Linked DNA regions of Sus scrofa: region 2 is linked to region 1. The links are chromatin contacts, called in public Hi-C maps. All regions are on one chromosome and are shown on one strand. Each heading gives the region's core, a stretch centred on a gene start, on an enhancer-like site or on the middle of the called end of the contact. The rest is flanking DNA. Distances are from core to core; before and after follow the strand shown. Region 1 overlaps LOC100621238 (a long non-coding RNA gene). Region 2 holds the start of BMT2 (probable methyltransferase BMT2 homolog).

Region 1 (2,758 bases), core at 188-2,687:
CCTCAGTGTGCATATGCTAATCACAAACCCCCAGTCCATTCCCCCCCTCCACCTGTCACATTTGGTAACCGTAAGCTTTTCAAAGTCTGTGAGTCTGTTGCTGTTTGCTATTCTGCACATAAGTTCATTTGAATCCTTTAAGATTCCCATATAAGTTTTATCATATGACGTTTGTCTTTTACTCTCTAACTTCACTTAGTACGATAATTTCTAGGTCCATACATGTTGCTACATATGGAATTATTCCATTCTTTTTTATGGCTGAGTAGTATTTCATTGTATATATGCACCACATCTTCTTTAGCCATTTCTCTGTTGATGGACCTTTAGGTTGCTTCCATGTCTTGGCTGCTGCAAATACCACTGCAATGAACATCAGGGGGGGCATGTGTCCTTTTGAATTATGGTTTTCTCCAGATAGATGCCCAGGCCTGGGCTTTTATATATATTGTGATTAGATACACCAGAAAAATTTAATATCATCCAGAGTGATTGGTTCTCAGTGGAACCAATTAGATTACTTGTGAAAAACCTTCCATGGAGCCTGAAATACCTGCCAGGTGTACTGCTCAGAAAAATATGAGCTTTGATACCTAAATTATTAGGAGTTATGTTCAAAGAAACAGCCATACCACTGTAACCCATTATCTCCCTGACCACATCTCTTATTACTCTCCCCTCTCTCCTATTCCACTCTAGCTTCAAAAAGGCCTTTAAATGCCTTTGCATTGCCTCTTCCATCTGCCTTAGCCCCTCTTCCCTCAGGTATCCACAAGGCTAACTCCCTCCTGCTCACTTCCTTTATGTCACCTGCATGGAGACACTTTCTCTGACCACAGAGAAATCTATTACTTTGTGGTTCCCATCCCAGTTTGTGTTTATTCATCATTCATTTTTTGCCTAATGAACGTTCTGTGAAGACGGACCTTATTCTGTTTCCTATTGTTTTTTTTAACAAATAGTCATTCATTACCAACTGTATGCTAAGCACTATTTTAAGGAACATAACTATGAAAGGAGTTTACATTGAAGAAGAATGAGAGGGAGACAGGCAGTAAAAGTAAATGAGTAAAATAGCATGATAGTTCAGATAGTAACCAATTGTTTGCCGAATACAGAACAGGGGAAGGTGATAAATGATGACTACTAAGGCTTGGAAGGTTAGTTTGTATTGGCTCCCAGAATTTGGTCTGGACCTATTTGGTGGATGGATAGCATTTCCACTTATTGAGGCAAATATTCAGTGCTTGGCACATAATAAATGCTTAATAGTTATTGAACACATCAATCAATACTGAGCTTCTGGGCGAAACTGTCTTTGAGTAAATCAGTTCTGATGAAAACAGAGGTTGGAAACTATTACAGTTATAGAGATCAGAGTTGCATATGCTGGTTTCAATTTCATTTGGATGAATCAGAGGTGATGTCTCTGCTATTACAATTTCCCTTGGCAATGCCTCGGATGGAGTAACAATGGGTGTATGCATTCACAGAGCTGACTTCTGGTACGGCCAGAGTAATGCAAGGTTTAAAATGGGTAGTCAGTGAGAGATTTGAAGATTACCCCCTATGAAGCTAGGTCACTTTGTGAAGTAGTTCTCAGTTGTATGACCCATGGTTTAGTTTAATATGGTAGAGACTGATGTTGAGTAACACAGAATTATAAAAACAAAACAAAGCAAAAACAAAAACAAACAAACAAACAAACAAAAAAACAGAGTGAGCAGAAGTTTGAATTTCATGCAGGGAAGATGATTGTGCCCCAGATAATTTAAATCCTTTTTAATAAAGTAACTGGAAGCCTTCTAGACATGCCAAGTTTATAGGAGAAAATTGGTGGGGAGTGAGAGGGTAGGGCAAGCTATAGCAGGGTCCTTGCTGAGGGTCTTATAAATCACATCATAGAAGTTACTTTCTTTAACCACACACAAGGCCACCCTTGGGTCTTATTGGTTAAACAAAGTAATCATGGTTTGGAGAGATTATCCACCCTGTAGAACTTCTGGGAAGAGGGTGGAGTAGAACCAAGAAAAATTCTTTATCTCCTAATCAACACTGGAATATTAGGTTGCTCAAACCTGGGTTATTTAGAAACCTGCTGGCACTAGCACCCCCTAGGCAGCTAAGAGGAACCAGCAGCAGCCTCATAGCTGCCCAGGATGGAGATCTCTAGGGTGTCTGCAGTTGAAGGTTATATATATCCTCTGATGTGTCCTCCAGAAAGCTAGAGCTCTGTTTCAGCAGGATTATGAGGCTTAATTGATTAGTGATGCTAAAGTATATACCATCTAGTTGTAGAGTTTGTCATCTTAGCCTCATAGATTTGAGTTAATTTCCTCCCAAGGGAGGCATCTGCAGTTTTCTTAAGTAATAGTTTTAACCTAATACCCCCAGTGGTTAAAATCCTGATAGTTAAAAGTTAATGGGTTTCTAACAAGCTATCCCCAATATACGCATAATTTGTATTCTTTTCATTTCCATGGTAGTTCCACATTAAGATTGAACTGGATGAAACAGAAGAAATTAAGATTTCTTGTTCAGAATTTGGTTTCTGAGATAATAACAAGTGTTGAAAAATGCTATTCTTTTCTTTTTTGTCTTTTTAGGGCTGTAGCTGTCATATGTAAGTTCCCAGGCTAGGGGTTGAATCAGAACTGCAGCTGCCAGCCTACACCACAGCCACTGCAATACTGGGTCCGAGTCACGTCTGCAACATACAGACGATTTGTGTTTCCTAAGCTCAGAGTACCTCTCTTTC
Region 2 (2,758 bases), core at 102-2,601, 64 kb after region 1:
ACCAAAAGAGGTATCTTTATCAAATTCCCCTTTTTCCAAATGAAATCCCCTCCCAAATAAAATCTCCTATCTTCATCTTGTTAGGCATGTGCGTTTAATTTCTCTTCATAATTACAATTAGTTCTTATGAAGTTTATTTGTGTCTGATCTGCTTCTTCATTGGGCAGGTAGGGACACATCTTCCATCTTAAATTTCACCAATTTCTCCCTTTACTTCCTCCCTGTTATTCCCCCTATGTTCTGGAGAGTTATAAACTCTGGAGAGTTGAAAACTACAACCTAGCACAATTCATTAAGGGCTCTCAGCCGGTTGAATCTCTGACACTCCAGCAGCCCAAGTACCACTTTCCAAGCTAATGCAGTCTTTTCTTTGGAAAAGAGCTTTCCACCTTTCTGGGACAGAAGTTTGTAACCACATTCCCCATAAGCTTCCCATGAAATCAGGAGTTAAGGAGGTAGAACAAGTTGCCAAACCCCCTAGGCACACTCCGCATAGATTAACCCACCAAATTAAAGGGTGGGAGGTCATCCAGGTCATCTTTAAATAAAACTGTTTCAAGTTCTGTTGCGAATTAGACCAAAGCAGTCTTTCTCTGACACCCGGGAGGACCACCATAAAAGTTCTTGAGTGCATCTGTTGTGGATTCTTAACTACCCATTCTCCCTTTTCCACCATCTTCTATTGTTTTTCTTGACCCTCTCCTTTCTCCAATTTCTATGTCTTTTGCTCAGCACTGGAACTAGAGGCATTAACCACTGCTGGCCCGTGAATTAAACCAGTACTTGTTAGCTAGACCTCTTCTTGCACCTAACAAAGCATCCATGCCTGGGTTCCTTAAAGTACAAAATTCCAGTGCTGCCTTCATTTCTAAAGCCCTTCTCAGCGCTATGCAGCTAAAGGGAACCTACAACTGACCAGGTGCAGCGGGAGCTCAGGTAGAGGACCCTGATCACATCATGCCAGAATATAACTCGCAGGAAGGGTAATGGCTGAAAAATGTGAAAGAGCTGGGCGGGAGAACAAAATCCAACCTAAGCAAACTCAGACGCGCAAGCGCGTGGCTCACAGCGCGTCTCCCGTGGCTTCACCACAGCGCCTGCGCACAGGATCCCAGGAGCGGCGGGGAAAGGAGAGAAGCGTCTGGCCTAGTGCCACCGCCTCGACAACGTAGCCTGCAAGCCCCGCCTCCTCCAGCTGCTCGCCTTCCCAAACAAGCGGGTGCGCCCCTAGCGCTCTCTGTCCATTGGCCCTTGGCCTTTTCCGTTTCCGCCCAGCCCTCCAGAGTTCGCCAATCAGCTTGGGTGTTTGAGCAAGGGTCCACCTCCAAGGCCGTCGCTCCGCCTCCGCTGCCTCCTCCCGCTGCTGCCTCCGCTGCTGCCTCCTCCTTCCCCACCTCCTCCGTCAGGCGGGCGTCCGCGGGGGCCCGAGGGGCGGCGGCGGCAGCGATATGGAGCCGGGGGCCGGCGGCCGAAGCGCTGCTCGCGGGCACGGGGCCGGGCCCCTAAGCACCCCGCCGCCCCGGGAGCAAGAGCGGAAGCTGGAGCAGGAGAAGCTCTCCGGGGTGGTGAAGAGCGTCCACCGGCGGCTCCGCAAGAAGTACCGGGAAGGTAAACAGCGAGCTGAGCGGGGGGGAAGCGGCGGCCTCGTCGCCCCCAGCCCCTTGTCAACCTCTCCCCTCCCCCCCCCCCCGAGGCCACCATTACAACCTGAAGGAGCTGCACGTCAGCCCCTGCCAGGGCCGCTCACCCAGGCCTGGACGCCCCCTTCTTGGTCGAGTCCTCTGTAGGCGTCAGGCGCGCTCCTCCCGCCCCCTTTTCTTCGAGGGCCCTTCAGGAGCGTTCCAGGCCTTTGGAGGAGCCGAGTCCCCACCTCCTCCCATCCCTGTCCCCAGCTGGGGTGCTGAGATTGTTGTCACCACACATACAACACATAGACCCTCACCCAGGAGGTGGAGGTCTCTTGTTGCAAGAGACCTGAAGCTGAAACACGAAGGCAGGTAGAATCCATTCGAGAAAGACGGACTGAAAGAAGCACTCCCTCGCATTTGACCTGCCTGTTTGATTTGCTGCCCCGTCAGACCCCCTACCTAGTACCTCATTCCAGCGGGTTTAGCCCGGGCAAGAGCTTCCTCGCTTTGGCTTCCAGGGCTGCCAAGTCAGCAGGCCTTTTAGCTGACTGGACTTCACCTTGTTAAAAGGGGGAGGGGCTCCATCCTTGCCCCCCTCCCCCATTCTTCAAATTCTGGATCTTATTATTCAGGTGGGAGAGGAAGAGATCTGGGTCAGGTGCTCGAAATACTGTTTATTTTCGAATGGTCTGTGTAACTACTAACTCTCCTAAGGGGACAGATTCCGGTTGCCATTGCTGGGGACCTCTCTTATGGAAGATCTTGAGCAAAAGAAGAAGCTGTAGTAGCTTTTCGTTGGGCCTGAGGAGTGTTTATAGTTGGGATCTACAGGTATCCTTAGTATTTTAAAATGTAGGCTTTTTTTACAGAGCTTTTTTTAATAGGAAATCGACAGTGAAAATTCTCAAATTTTTTATGTGCTCAGTAGATATTTCTTCTAAGGATCAAAATGAGGAATAACTTTCTTTTTTGCACTGGCTTTAGTTTAATTGCAATAATAGAAGACTGAAAAGTGGGAGCCTTCTTGTGTTACTCTTATACTTAGTTAAGTTAGGATTAGAAGCAAAATTATGAGTGAAGGAACAGGCAGGTAAAATCAGGTTACATTTGAATTACAAACACTTTGCATT

Evidence for each region. A called contact is a pair of places that touch in the nucleus more often than the background predicts.
Region 2: a contact with region 1 is called in a Hi-C map of embryonic fibroblasts, with 4 times the contacts expected there. The contact joins the promoter of BMT2 here to the enhancer-like site in region 1. A contact is called at or near these places in 1 of 5 promoter capture datasets (liver) and 4 of 47 Hi-C or Micro-C datasets (embryonic fibroblasts, epiblast stem cells and liver).

What each region holds. Positions count from the first base shown.
Region 1 is chr18:32,733,099-32,735,856 of Sscrofa11.1, forward strand. The region is part of intron 1 of LOC100621238 (a long non-coding RNA gene); the gene reads right to left. Among named protein-coding and RNA genes, the nearest start is that of BMT2, 64 kb to the right of the region's middle. Within about 2 kb of position 1,438, at least 4 of the 83 cell types and tissues checked have an H3K27ac peak or open chromatin away from gene starts, as enhancers often do. A contact at or near this core is called in embryonic fibroblasts, where this site is marked.
Region 2 is chr18:32,796,927-32,799,684 of Sscrofa11.1, forward strand. BMT2 (probable methyltransferase BMT2 homolog) reads left to right here and starts at 1,352. Exons shown (of 5, transcript XM_021079235.1): 1 at 1,352-1,608. The coding sequence starts at 1,449.